3 separate regions of the Mus musculus genome follow, and all the other regions are linked to region 3. A link is a contact called in public Hi-C data. All regions are on one chromosome and are shown on one strand. The core of a region is the stretch at or near the end of the contact, and the rest is flanking DNA. Distances in the headings are between cores, read along the strand shown.

Evidence for each region. A called contact is a pair of places that touch in the nucleus more often than the background predicts.
Region 1: a contact with region 3 is called in a Hi-C map of cortical neurons, with 3 times the contacts expected there. The contact joins two enhancer-like sites. A contact is called at or near these places in 6 of 484 Hi-C or Micro-C datasets (the C2C12 cell line, cortical neurons, embryonic fibroblasts and 3 more).
Region 2: a Hi-C map of cortical neurons shows a contact between it and region 3, with 2.7 times the contacts expected there. The contact joins two enhancer-like sites. A contact is called at or near these places in 4 of 484 Hi-C or Micro-C datasets (cerebral cortex, cortical neurons and uterus).

The regions. Positions count from the first base shown.
Region 1 is chr7:36,057,105-36,062,046 of GRCm38.p6, forward strand. No RefSeq gene overlaps it. Among named protein-coding and RNA genes, the nearest start is that of Gm36286, 16 kb to the left of the region's middle. Within about 2 kb of position 3,422, at least 4 of the 459 cell types and tissues checked have an H3K27ac peak or open chromatin away from gene starts, as enhancers often do. A contact at or near this core is called in cortical neurons, where this site is marked.
Region 2 is chr7:35,665,435-35,670,329 of GRCm38.p6, forward strand. No RefSeq gene overlaps it. Among named protein-coding and RNA genes, the nearest start is that of Gm42379, 7.5 kb to the left of the region's middle. Within about 2 kb of position 3,392, at least 45 of the 459 cell types and tissues checked have an H3K27ac peak or open chromatin away from gene starts, as enhancers often do. A contact at or near this core is called in cortical neurons, where this site is marked.
Region 3 is chr7:35,877,211-35,881,975 of GRCm38.p6, forward strand. No RefSeq gene overlaps it. Among named protein-coding and RNA genes, the nearest start is that of Gm36234, 44 kb to the right of the region's middle. Within about 2 kb of position 2,956, at least 15 of the 459 cell types and tissues checked have an H3K27ac peak or open chromatin away from gene starts, as enhancers often do. A contact at or near this core is called in cortical neurons, where this site is marked.

The DNA of each region.
Region 1 (4,942 bases), core at 2,172-4,671, 180 kb after region 3:
AGTTTAATATTTTCAAATCAGTTAAGAAGTAGTTGAAATACCACATGTGCTATAACTGGAAGGGTTGGCTGCCAATTCACCTGTTGAGCAAAAACTTACCAAAAATCTAACACATGTCAGGCAAACTTCTTAATGCTTGGTGTTATGGGCAAGAACAAAATTTTTACCCAGCGGAAGCCTCTATTCTACATGGATTTGCAAAACAGAGGTGACTTCAGGTGTGACAAGCACCGTGGAGATGCTGCTGAGGCGAGAGTTGCTGGAATCCTCTTTTCCAGAAGATGGGAGAAGAAACCCAAGGCGTTAGAAAGAAGGAGCTGAACCCATCAGGTGTGTGGAAGCAGGACCCAGAAGGACATAAACAGCTCCCTTGGAGTCTGGGAGGCCTGGGGAGAGGTGAGTGTAGGTGTCCGGATGGCCTACATGGCCTCTCTTCTTTGGTTATTTTAAAGTAGCAATGGGCTAAGCTAAAAAGCTGCTTTGGAGGGCTAGTGTGGAGCCAGGATGCATCTTAGGACTTCCTTTCTGTGTTGAGTGTGAGTGAGACTGGAAGCCAGGCCTGGTCTCTGAGTGTTCTAAGGGGATGCCACCCTGGCCCTAGAATGGGGGTCAGGGTGTCATCTTCCCAGAGAAGGAAGCTTGTCCTCTCATGCCGTGCTATCCTAAGGGACTTTCAAGGGCAATCTGCCTCCATCCTGATATCCTGTCATGTGCACCCTGCACGTTCCAGCTCCTGTGCGGGTAAGAAAATGGATGGATCAGCTCAACCCGGCAAGGTTGGTCCATGGACTTCAACTCACAACCACTGAGCTGCCTCCAGTGCACCCCTGAGAGGGTCATGGCCAAACTCTGTCCTTGACTGCCATGGGCTTCCCTTGCTGAGAGGCCGTCCCAGGCTGCCCCTTCAGTCACTGGGGTCGCCATCAGAAGAGAGGTTGAGAGAGATGGCTGGGGTGAACGGGCTTGGGTGCAGGAGTGGTACTGGTCTAATTACGTCTTATAGAACATTTGGGGCTATCCGCAGTCTTTTAGCATCCCCGTGTGCACTGGTCTTCATAGCCTTTACCTTAACACACAGAGACTGCATCCAGGCCACTCCAAACTCTTGTCAGACGGGAGCAGTCAGCCACAGGCATCTTGAAGCCCACCTCTGCCTCTGAGGAGGGGAGCTGGAGAGCATATGAATCTGAGTGTCTACAGACAGGGCCATCAGCCCTCATTTGCACTGCATCAAATTTGCGGGTTGCAAGATGGAATTCGCAATTGCTTTTCGGCAATGTTCAAATTAGCACTTCTTAGCATATTAATGAACTATGTTTTTTTTTTCATTATGTGACCAATTTTAATGTAAATAGCAGTTTTCATGCAAAGATTAGGTCAGTGTTATAAGCAAGGTAGTAAAGTTTCCCAGCTTCCCTTGGAGGAAGAGATTCTGGCTTTTGGGTGGGCAGGCTCTAGCACAGGGCAATTGTCCGCCATGAGTGGTGTTTTGGGACTGCTTGGTTTGCTAGGTGCTTAGTCATTTCAGGGCTGGAAATAATATATCCTTAAAGACCCACTCCTAGTGACTTACTTCTCCCAGCCAGATCCCACCCTCCTAAGGTTGACAGAACCTAGAGCTGAGGGACCACCCTTTAGTGCACGAGCCACCACAGCATCCATGCCGAGAGAGAGCTAAATGTGAGACTCACTCGTGTACCACTTGGTCTTCACACTTGCACAACAAACACTTTAGCAGCTGAACCATTTCCTAACCCCCCTTGAAGTCATAATGGAGTTGGTCCATGACTTCTCTGGACCACTGCAGGACAGACTGGAAGCTCTTCCCTTCTAGGCATCTTACAGCTATGGGTGCTGAGGCGGTCCAGCCATATGCCCTAATGTGATGTTATCACGGGGCAGAAGCAGGCTACTAAACAAGGTCGAAGCCTGATGGGACATCAGAGCCCAGGGAGCTGGGCTGTGTAGTCTCCAACTGGCTGCACCTGGCTGGCTGGAGACAGTGGCCTGGGCTCTTGGGAAGAGGTGGTAACCTTACGCATTTCACACACACACACACACACACAACACACACACACACACACACACACACACACACACTCACACACACACAAGATTTCAAAGACAAGAACAGATCAGACTATAAGTTTTCTAAGTGCTATTATTACTTTTGTGGTCCAATATTCAAAATAAGGTGATTATTCACCACCACCTGCCCCCGGGCTTGAATTACCAACTAAGTAGTATTTTTCTGCAGGAGTGTGTATTTGTGATGCTCGCTACCACCGCCTACATGGCAGCCATACATTCCAGGGGCTTCAACAAACTGTTCTTTACTATCTATAGATGGATACATGAGTGTCCCGATTGTATTTTTAAATGGTGTGTGTATTTGATGGGTCTGGGATTAATCAGTAACTAAGGTAGCAGAGGAAGGAGAAGAATAAAAACCACATTCCAGTTCCTGATGAGTAAGTTGTAGGCCACAGAGACTCCACAGCCTCCTGGGGAGGAAGCTTCAATCGAAGCCATCCCAGAATGCAACGGAACAAGCATACATACACATCCACTTAGAGACTCTAGGAATCTGCTAGGTTCCTGGGGGCATCAGTCCCCATCAGTCCTGGGACATCAGAGGTCTCACTGGTTAGGGTGGGTTCATTCCTAAATTCAGGTGTTAAAGTATGATTCAGGTGCCAATGAGATGATCCTGAGACCTTTAAGGGGGAGATTAAGCCACAAGCACCTCCTGTATAAATGGATGAAGGCTTTGTATGACTAAGGCTTAATGATAATTGCCTGGCCTGTTCCTCTGCCTCTCACCAAGTGGAGATTCTGACCTTTTGTCCCAGAAGGCACAGCAACCAGGAGCCCTTTGGAAGCAGAGAGCTAGCAGCTCCCGCCACTCAGACCTCCTGACATTTTAATCTTGGGTTTCTTTTTCTCACAGGCCCCAGCACTATGAAAAGAAAATAATTGTAGTCTTTATGCATCTTGTGCACCAGCACAGATGGACCCTTCAGTCTGTCAGTCCATTGGCGTGCAAGCACACCAACTTAGTCAAAGGTTTTTATGTGGAAGGCCAGATTAGATGGGCTTGTCAAAAACAGATAACATCGGTTTCTGAAACTGAGAATCTTGCTGAGTAGAGCTTCAGGAAGGGCTGGATCTAGGGGTCAGGATGCTGTCAAGAAGGATTCAGCTTCTATCTCCTCGGCCTTGCCTCCTTTATCAGGCAGCGTGGTTGCATTCATTGTGATGGCAAGATGGCTGCCAGCAGCTCCAGACTTTCATGTTTCCTCTCAGGAGCACCAGGAGGGAAAAAGATTTCTCTTTTTATACAAAGACCTGTGATTGAGTGAGGCTGTTCTTGATTTAGGTCCCTGTCCCCACCCCCTGAGCCAGTGTGTGGGATGTGATGTCCTAGTTGTTGTCCTGGACCGGGTCACTTGCCTATCCTTGGAGCTGGGGGTGGGTGGGTTCAGCTCCTCCTAGAGACCAAATGGATGCTGCGTGGGGGGGGGGAGGGGCAGTTCTTGAAGGAAAATCAGGATGCTATTTCCAGCGAAAGGAGTGAAGCGGCTGGGCAGGCAAAAACAACAGATGTCCACTCTGACAGCTTTTCAGCTAACTATTCACAGAAGTCCAGGAGCAAACTCCATCCAGAGAGCAGAGATGGAGGCTGATTTTAGGAGTTTAGCTGTTTCTATTTTCTTTGTGAGATTGGTCCCAGGTCTCCACAATGCCCTTTACGAAGAGCCTGGCTATGTTCCCTATCTCCTTGGCCAGACTACAGCATCTCCTCTGCTCACCTGGGAGGAGCTCTGGGCTTCCCTGTCTGGTGATAGCAGAGACCTTTGCTGTTGGCACTGGCTGGGGACTCTATAGTTCTCCCATGCTTCAGGCCTCTGAGTGTCAAATAGCTGTGTATTGAGTCAGACTCAGATTCTTTAGAACCATGGCCAGAGTGGGCTATCATTTTTTTTTCCTCTCAGATATGCCTTTGTCCCCTTGTCCTCCCAACCTGGGTGCTGCCTCTGGAGATATCTCTTGACACATTCAGTGGGCTGGTGGGTGTCTGTCTTTTCCCTCCCAGTTCTTGCAAATACAACCATTGGGGCCCAAGGAAAGCTGCAAAAGAGCTATGCCTCACCTCTGCATTCTGGTGGCATCAGCCAGGGTTTTATTTACATCTCTTCTTCCTCCTTGGCCTTTCTCCCCCTCTTCCTTCTTCCTTTTCTGACTCTTCCCTTCTCTCCTTGAAGTCCTTCCTCTAAAGGACTCAGGAAGGCATGGCCAGACACTCTGAGTCCCACTGTTGGTATTGCTGTATTTCATTGTTGAAGAGGGGGAGAGAACTGGGAGACGCAGGTCAGAGGCTGCCAGCTGGCTGCTCAGGTCCCATGCTCATCCTGGATTCTCTTGGGAAAACCTGGAAGATGCAGAGGACAGGCCTTGGCTGCACCAAGAGGGGCACCTTGGCTGGCTCAAGCCTGGCGGTGACCTACATAGCCCATCCACCTTTCCCTGCAGGCCTTCAACCTCGCATCCCAGCTGCTGGTCTCCTCTCTTCTTGAGTTCGCCTTGCCTCCCCTCAGAGGCTGATCCCAGTCCCATGAGGACAATTCCTGGGCAGGGAACCATGGATACCTCCTTCCTACTTATTAGGGCAGCCATCGCTCTGATGGAGCTGCGACAGCCCAACCAGAGTCCTCACTGAAATGGGCTTCATTGAAATGCACAGCAGAGCCATCCTGGATTCTTTATGCACTAAACTTAAACTGTGGTAATTTATTCAGATCACTCTGAATTTATCTAGCTAGAGCAACCCCCCATCCCGAATCTTCCTACACACACACACACACACACACACACACACACACACATATATGTTTTAAAGACAGAGAATGCATATTTTAAAACAATAGCCTAGACCTACTTA
Region 2 (4,895 bases), core at 2,142-4,641, 210 kb before region 3:
CTCCTTTTAAGTGAGTCTTGGCTTGAAACCTCAAACCGTCATGGAGTGCCAGGATGGGATAAATGGGGCTTGGCTCTGTGCAGAAGTCCTTGGAGCTCTAGTGAGCATGGTGCATGTTGCTGGCTTCTCTCTGTGTCTCCCACTGAAGAGGTGGAGTCTCCCAGCAGCGACCCCTGCACAGTCTTCTGGTTGAGATGTCTCAGAAGGAAGAGGCAGCCAAGTCAGAGCTTTAAGACAAAGAACACGGACCTAATTTATCTAGTAAGCCGGGTCCGTCTCTGTGTTAGTCAGCTTTCCCTTGTGTTAAAATACCTAATACAAGCAACTCAGAGGAGGATGTATTTGAACTCATGGTTCCCAAGGTTTCGTGGTTGACTGAATGCACAGCTTTGGGCCTGAGACGAGTTATCACAGAGAATGTGTGTGTCTCAGAGAATGGCAGCTGGGAAGCAGAGGGACAGAGGACCAGAGGCCAGGTGTCCCTTCAAAGGCACACACATATCCTTCAATCAAGGAATATCTGCCTTCTAGTTTCCGCAACTTCCTAACCATCATCTGTTATTTCATTCTATGCACTTACCCTGAGTGTGTGTGTGTGTGCGCGCGTGCGCGTTTTAACAGAGTATCTTTTACTTATTCTTTGATAATTTCATTCATGTAAACCATATATTTGATTGTGTGTATACCAAACTTCTCCCTTACACTTCCCCAACTCCCCTCAGGAGCCCCCAACTCCTCCCTTGCACCCCAATGATTCCTTCTCCCCTTCATATTCTCCTCTCTCCCTCCTCTCTCTCTCTCTTTCTCTCTCTCCCTCTCTCTCTCTCTCTCTCTCTCTCTCTCTCTCTCTCTCTCTCTCTCTCTCACACACACACACTCTCCCCATCTCTCTTTCCACTTAATTCTGTCTGTTGAGTGATCCTGTGCAGAGAACTAGATGCTGCCGAGTCCATGGGTGCAGTGCCAGGGCCTGTCCTGAAGATGGCATTGCCCAGCCCTCCTCCCCATCCTCCAGCCCTCACATCCCTCTGCCCCTCCTCCTATGATGCTCTTCAACCTGGGAGATAGGGGTTGGAAAGTCTGGAAAGAAGACTCCTCCCCCTCCCCCAACCCCCACAAGCCCCTGAGGTCCAGGAACACCACAGCCTCGGTACCATTGGGCCCAAAATGCTTCTCCATCACATCAGTCCTTGTCGCTGATCCTTAAATCAGCACATGCTGCGGTCACCCTGGCCAATACTGTGGTCCGTGGGTTGAAGATATCAAAGTCAGTAGTGTATAAAGCACACAGGAAGATGGAGAAAGGCCAGGCTTGGGAATTGTATCACTTCTTGTTGTTGTGATTGTTTGTGGGAAGCCACATGTGCCATCCCATGCATAACCAATCCGGGTGTGAGACACGCCTCTCCTAGGCCTATATAAGCAGCGCCAGTGCTGGGCTTGGGGTCTCTTCGCCTCTGCAATCAAGCTCTCCCAATAAATGTGTGTGGAAGTATCCTGTTGCAGCGGCGTTCTTGCTGGGCACGTGCAAGAATTGTTGGTTTTTGAGATAGAGGCTTAAGCTTGGGCTCCTCCTGTCCCAGCCTCTTTAACACAGGTGTTTAACAGGAATTCTGTGTGCATCACCAATGCCAACTCCATGCGTTCAAGTTTGCTGCCGAATGCCTCCATGTTTTACAAAAACAAGCGTGGTAGCATCCTGTGACAGCGATCCCACCGTTCATCCTGTCGTGGTTTTCTGTTGCTATTTCATATCCGCACAGTAAAACGGTTAGTCTGAACAGTAACTGCTAGGTTTTTACACAAGGTGCCCTGGGGGCTAGAGAGCTGGCTCAGTGGCTAGGAGCACCTCTTGCAGAGGACCTGGGTTCAGTTCCCAGGACCCACATGACAGTTTGTCACTCCAATCCAGGAGATCTGAGGCCTTTTTCTGGCCTTCAAGAGCACCAGGCACACACTTGATTCACGTAAATATATGGAGGCAAACACGCATGCATAGAAAACAAGAATTAAAGAGAAAGTAAGGCCTGGAGTGCACACTGCTCTTCCAGAGGACCTGAGTGTGGGTCCCAGCACCCACATCAGACAGCTCACAACAGCCTATAACTCCAGGTCCAGGAGATCTGACACCTGGCCTCTGAGGGCACCACGTGGCACTCATCTGCTTATACATCCACACAGAGACACATGCACACACATAAATAAAAACAAATCTTAAAAAAACAAAACAAAACATGTCACACCAGGCTGGAGATTTTTCTCTGTGGTTAACAACGCTGGATGCTCTTGCAGAGGACTTGGGTTCAATTCCCAGCACCCACATGATGGCTCACAACCCTCTGTGACCTCAGTTCCAGGGGATCTGATGTCCTTTTCTGAATCCACAGGCACCAGGCATGCACGGGGTGCACATACATACAGGCAGGCAGGCAAAACACTCATACATATAAATAATCAAATAAACTAATCTAAAAAAATTAAAACGTAGAATCATGTATCTTTGCGTGTTTGTGATGGAGTGTGTTTTGAAGTATTTTGACAGCTGGTCATTCTTCCCATGCAGTTCAGACTGGTGCCGCCTGTTGGCCCTTCATCCTGGGTTTTGATTGCCGGGCAAACTTGTTTTCCAGAGTCTCCCTGGGTCTCACACGCCCTCAGGTATGAAAGCGAGAGGTGATGTAATGGGATTGACGTCTAAGTCCAGGATCAGCTTGCCTGATGGGTTTTAATTGGAAAAGAGTATTCTACAGAACGGAACCGCCGCTCTCTGGTAAAGGCATTGGCTTTGAAAGAGTTACCATGACAACCTCTGTCTTTAGGGAAGCATTTGAGTTTTATGAAAACAAAGGACTTGGCTTTGTAAGTTGGTCACCATGGAAGTGGCACAGCAGGCGGACTTCTCCAGCCCCCTTTGCTCCCTCCCCGGGGTAGGGGGTGAAGGGTGGGGGGTAGAGAGGACTCTTGTTTTTCTTCTGAGATTTGGAGACTCCTTTCAATCGGATGGCCTTCCCCCACCTCCCTGTGGCATCTTGGACTCAGTCACATCCGTCCCTAAAGAAAGCAGGCTCTCTGTGGCTGGACTCAGCCTTTTAACATATACACAGTGCTTCTTAGATACAGGCTCCAAGTCGGGGAAGAAAAAGTTTGGGCATCCCAACACACTCTTGATCACATCTCTGCCCAGCATCCCTCTCTGCCCATAGCAAGTTGCTTGTTCCTTGACTGGTCCACCAACACTGCCAGAACAATGAGTTATTCTCTTAAGGGAGAAATGATATCTGCACTTGCAAGATTCTCACAAGATTATGTGTGGATTAAAAATCTGAAAGTGGCCTTGCTGGCCTGGCCCGCAGTGGTGCTGCGCATGAGAGGGCTGGCTCCGCCCATCACAGGCCCAAGCGAAGGCCAGTGCTGACCAACTCAGCTACCAGGCAGGCCCAGGCTTTGAGTTGGTCCACATCAATATGTTGAGCTGCTGGAGTTCAGAAGGGGCCAGTCCTGCCGATCAGAAAGTTGCAGGACCTCTACCACTCAAGGCAACGACAGGATTTGTGAGCCGTCTCAGTATTGACAGAGAGGGTTCAGCAGTGATGATGTAGCAGAAACCAGAGGCCTCGAACCAGACGAAAGACTCATTCCAATGAACATATGCATGCTCAGATATTTGGGTAAAAGGGTATATATACTCTGTGACACTCTGAAGCTTCCAAAGCCACTGAGTTACCAATACGTGACAGAGAGGCGGGAAACAGAGGAATGGAATGGAGTGTACCAGACGGAACTGAAGGAGACACAGGTGTGAGAGGAGCAGGTCCTTACCCAATAGGGTTGGCAGGATGGTGTGCCACAGCCTGAAGCTTCTGCGGACTCAGCCCCACCCCCACCCCCAACCCCACCCCCGCCCTGAAACAAGCTGCCCAGCCACATGGTCGCCCAGGTTCTGAATAGCAACAGGATGCTGGAGATGAGCAATGTCCATGTACTGGATTGGACTTCCTCAAAAGATCTCCACGGTCTGTTTTTCTCCCGGAGGCCATGCTGGTCTGTGGCTTGTATTTCAGTAGAGAGTCCTGTTGATGCCCACCAGAGTCCAAGCAGAGGTCCTGATGCTGGAGACCACGTGGATGTTCATGGTTCATGCTGTTGCCAGAAACCAGGTAGAAGCCCAGGATCCGTGCTCTCACTGACTGTAAAGGACAAGGAAGCTGTTTTGCAGATATCGATGCCTGCTGTAGCTCTCAACAGCTGATGGCTTCCAGGGCGGGGGATGCAGGTAGAGAACTCAGCTTTCCTTTGGAGCTGACCATTGGGAGTTTGACAGTGCTCCAGTGAGTATATGGACCACTGAAAATGGAGTTGTCTTTTTGTTTTGTCCCCCTCCCCCTTTCTTCTTTTCCTTTTGATGGTGGTCGAGGAGGTCAAAGGGGAGGAGAGAACATGGAAGGGACTGGAGAGTGAGCCTGATCGGGGTCCATGATGTGCGGCTCCCAAATAATCAATAAAAATATTATGTTGAAAAAAATTTGAAAAGTGACTCAGGTAGCAGAAGAAACTATTAGTGTGTCTCCGTGTGTGTGTGTGTGTGTGTGTGTATGTGTGTGTGTGCACACACACACATACACACACACACACACACACACACAGTACCCACAAAGACCAGAAGAGAGCATCCCATCCCCATTAGACCTACTGGGAACCAGGAACACTCAACTGCAGAGCCATCTCTTGTGCATTTTGTTTTGTTTTGTTTTTGAGACAAAGTTTCTCTGTATGGCCCTGGCTGTCCTAGAACTTGCTCTGTAGACCAGGCTGGCCTCAAACTCCCAGAGATCCACTTGCCTCTGCCTTCCAAGTGCTGGGACTGTAGGAGTGTGCCACCACTGTCCGGCTTTTTT
Region 3 (4,765 bases), core at 1,706-4,205:
GGGATCCCCTGGAAAAGCTGCAAGTGCTCTTACTCACTGAGCCACCTCCCCAGCCCTCTTTGCAATCTCTTTCTTTGCTCTCGCCTTGGACTCCACGTTCACTCCTTCAGCCAGCTTGTTTTGGGTCAGCTCTGCATGTCTGGTGTATTGCAACATGCAAAGGATGCCGAGAGGCAATAATTCAGCTCTCTGGGTGGGGGTTGGCTCTACCTGGGGCACGTGTTTCCAGGGTTGTGGGACTGCCTTTGGCGTGAGTAGAATGGCCATGCTGGGTCTATTTCAGTATCTGTGGCTTGTTAGCACTCCCAGATGTGCAAAGTCAGGGAAGGGGATAGGAGACATCAGACCCTTGTGTTATTCAAAAGGTGATGAGTTTCAGAGCCTGAGGGAGTTCAGGGCGTGCCCAGATGTGCTGAGATTATACCAATGCATAACTTGAGTACTCTGATTTTTTTTTAACTAGATAGACTTTGACTCAGGGGTGGGGATGTTCAGATGGACACAGTGCCTTTGCTTCTCACAAGAGAGCTATCCCGCTTACCATGGATGAAGCACCCCCCCCCCCCACACACACACATCAATTTTCTGTTCTTCAGCTAAGAATTTGGGTTCCCAAAAAGTGCCTAACCAGGAACAGAGCCCTGTCTCACCCTTGGCTTCCCCTGTGCCTTTCTGGTATTTCTAGACCGATGGACTCCTGGAATAAGACTCTCTGTGTGTGGGCGTGGGGCTGGGAAGGACATCTTATGTCAGTGATGGAGGGAGGGGGTTTTAGTTTGTCCCCAAGGCAGTGCTCCCGCTTTGTGACCCAGCCCCTCACGTCCAGGCAGGGAACACTTTGTCTCTGCACCCTCCCGCCCAGTCCTCTGAGCTACAGGGGCTTCTGGCTTTGGTTCCTAACGTTCTGTTTTCTCTCCTCAGTAAGCTGCTTCCAGGAATTCTCACCTTCCCCAAGCCACCAGGGGAAGCCCCTCCTTGCCTCATTTGACTCCATTACAGGGCTCCTTCCTCTCAGCAACTCCAAACAGAGAAGTAACGCTGAGCAGGAGAACTTATTTTTTCTCTCTCCTCCCTGGAAGCCAGCCTTGATCCAAATGTTCCTATGGTAACATTAATTCTCCCAAGTCGCACCTACTGTATAATAAGCTGTATATATAGCAGGCCCACTGGGATCCAAATACCCCATATGTGCTAGCGAATGAGTTAATGCTGCCGTGAGAGTTAGCAACGTCCCGGTTCCTGATTTGCGTACTTTTAGCTACAACCTGTGTTTGTGGGGTGCTCTGGATGCAAGCTTGGGTGGGGGGAAGAGTGGAGGTGGGCCTGGTGTGCTGACAGGGGCTTGCATTCAGTGCAGAGCACAGGCTGTCTCTGGAGAAGTTTTGAAGTTCCAGATGGAAGCACACTGGCCTCCTCTCTCGTCCCATCAGAGCTGTTTCTAGACTTCTGTCCTGGCTGTCTTAGCCTCCTCTATAATCTATGTGACAGGAAAGCTTGACAGTAGGGGCCTCCGAGTGAGAGAACTAGGATTGCAGACAGATGGGGGATGGCCAGGCCTGAGGTCTGATGCCTATGGGATCCCGTGGGGAGGAAGATGTCCTCTGTCCTCACGGGCTGATGGGAAATGGAGATGGTTGGGCCCGCAGGAAAGTCTGGGCCTTTTATGGGTCATTTGGTTATTGCGCACACTTGGTAGGATGTATATTATTAGTGCGGAAGGAGTCGTGTAGATAAGAGGGTGGGCAGTGATGGTTTAGGGCTGGTGTTCACAGCACAGGCCAGGTGTGCTGGTGGAGTTTGTTACCTTGACACAGGCTAGAGTCATCTGGGAAGGGGATTTCAATGGAGAAAATGCCTCCATTGAATTGTTCTGGGGATGAGTTTGTTGAGAGGGCCCAGCTCACTGGAGGCGGTGGCACCCATGGCAGGTGGTTCTAGCTTGTATAAGGAAGCAGGATGAGCAAGCCACGGGGTGGGGGGTGAGGGGCAAGCCAGGACGAAGTACATCTCCATGGTCTCTGATTCAGTTCTCGTCTTAAGTTCCCTAAGCTGAAATAAATCCTTTCTTCCCCAAGTTGCTCTTGGTGTCTGTGTTTATCACAGCAATAGAAAGTATGTTTACATACCAGTGTGGCTTTCTGTGCGGCTTGTGCTGGGTCTTAGCATGTTCTGAGCTTGGCCTCTACTGTACAGATGAGGAAATGGAGCCACTCTTTCAGGGGTTGGACTCTCTCAAACCTGCATTCTCAGTAATACCTGCACTGCCTTGCTCTCTCAGGTGTGGCTGGGTGCTGGGCAGACTTAAGAGGGATCCGCTGGCTTGGATAGACCCCTTTAAGCCCCTATGTACTTCTGTGCCCAGGGCCCTGGGACTTGCGGTTTGGCTTCAATACAAAAATGTCAGAAGGGCATGTGCTGATCTACATTATGGGGACCTCGGAGCACATATTGTATCCCCTCAGCTGTGGACTGTCCATGCGCACGCACGGCACACACGCACACACACACACACACACACACACACACACACACACACACACACTCACATGCGCATAAGAAGCCTGTTGTTGGTAAGTGGAGAAGATGATTGGAGATAGTGGGGGAGAGGGAAACATCGGGGGTCCTGGCTCCAAGGTCTGAGCACTGGGGAGAGAGAACGCAAGGAAGAGAGAATCTTATGTTTCCGGCTCACTATGGGTGACATTGTTCCTCAGAGGCTGACCACAAGCACGCCCCTATGTGTGCTCCCACATGCTTATGCCCTTTGCATGACCACATGTGCATGGGGGACCTGGACTCAGCCCATGCTGCAGGTCAGCAGCCCCTCAAGGTTCCAAAGGTCCCCCATCTGTTCTGTAATGCTGATGTTTTGGCTGATGGCCCAGGCTTCCAGCCTCCTGCTGGACCTGGGGCTAGGACGCTGAACATCAACAACCACCAGAGGGCGCTGCGCTTCAGCCCACTGCCTGCTCTAGGCTGGGGAAAGGACTTTTAAAACTCCCAAGAATTACCTTAAAACCAGAGGGCGAAGAGCCCAACTTGTTTCTAGCCATTGCTTGATTCCTGTGGTTAATGAAAGGCCCTTTCCACTCTGCCCACAGCCCACGGACACCCCGAAGGGGCATAAAACTCGATAGATACTCACGGATATAAAATCCCCTCTAAAAAATCTTGGGTCTAAGCCTTTTTTTATGGCTCCGTATGGGAGTGTTCTTGGAAGGCTATTTTGGGAAATGAAATGGTCCATTTGTCCCCTTGTAAAGTTGAGCTGAGCCCTGGGAGCCCCTGCTCTCCTCCCGCACCCCTGTCCTCACCTTCTGCAGAGAGCTAGGACTAGCAGTATGGAAGCAGAGAGGTGTCAGGAACCCAGGGGTAGATGGGCAGTGGCAGAGGTACAGCAAGGTGATCGGGCGCTCTGAAGTCTGAGCTGGACACTGTGTCTGATGTCACACCCATTTAGGGACTAGCCCAGTAGGTACAACCACAGTGGGAAGATGCCAGGAAGTGCCCAATCTGGTGTGGGTGCTTGGTGTTTCAGCAGGTCACTCCTATACATATTGGCACCGGGGGCAGGCTCACAGGGACAGAGTGTGGTTCACTTGGGGGTCTAGTGGCCAGGCACAAGGTGGGAAATGGAGATCACTCACAGACTGAAGTTGTGGGGCTCATTGTTATTTCAGCCTCCTTACACCAACTGTAGGAGACATATAGAAGACAGCTGGTGGAGCTGAACACAAGAAAAGGCAAATCAGTCGCGTATTTTTATTTTCTTGCAGAGCTAGGGATGGAACCCAGGGCTCTGGATATGTTAGACAGGTGATCTACCACTGAGCCATGGCCCCAGGCCCTCACTGGGGGATTCTAGGCAGATGCTCTACCACTGAGCCATACCCCTAACCCCTTACTGGGGAATTCTAGGCAGGGGCTCTACCACTGAGCCACACTCCCAGCCCCTCACCTGGGATTCTAGGCAGGGGCTCTACCACTGAACTACACACACTCAGCTCTTGAATGTTGGGGTTCAAAAGTACATTCATCTGCTAGTGTTACTGTAACTAAGTGCCACAGGCTGGGCAGCTTACATGACAGAAATGTACTTCCTCACTCCTCTGAGGCTGTGTGTCTAAGATTGAAGAGTTGACAGGGCTGCTTTTTTCTGAGACATCCCTCTGTAGCCACTGAGGGTTGACTTCTCTCTGTATCTTCACATCCTCTTCACCCCGTATGCTCACGTCCTGCTGTCTCCTCGTAAAGACACCAGGTCAATTGGGCTAGAGCCTACCCGAATGACCTCATTTTAACTCAACTACTTAAAAAAAAAAGGACCTTGTTTACAAATACAGTCACACTGGGTGATACTGGAGGCTAAGATCTCAACATACATTTTGGAGTGCATATGATAAAATTCAAAACCGAACAGAGGCAACTGCAGAAGACTTCCGAGACCAAGACACCTCCAAATAAGAGAAGATCTTTGCATTCTACATCTATCTCCCTGAAATTAGACCTCCCCTAGCAGGCAGATGAGGGAGGGAGAGTCCTGGGCAACTGCAGAGAGCTTAAGCACCCTTAGGGATCTGTTTGTTTCCTGCCTTTTTGAGATAAAGTCTCACTATGTTGACCAGGCTGGCCTTGGCACACAGAGGGCCTCTGTGCTGGCATTAAAGGTGTACACCACTGCATCTAACCTCTGCTGGTTTTCCATCTTCTGCCTTTCTCCCTCCTCACTTCCATTCCTCCTTTTCTTTCTGAGTAGATACCAGCC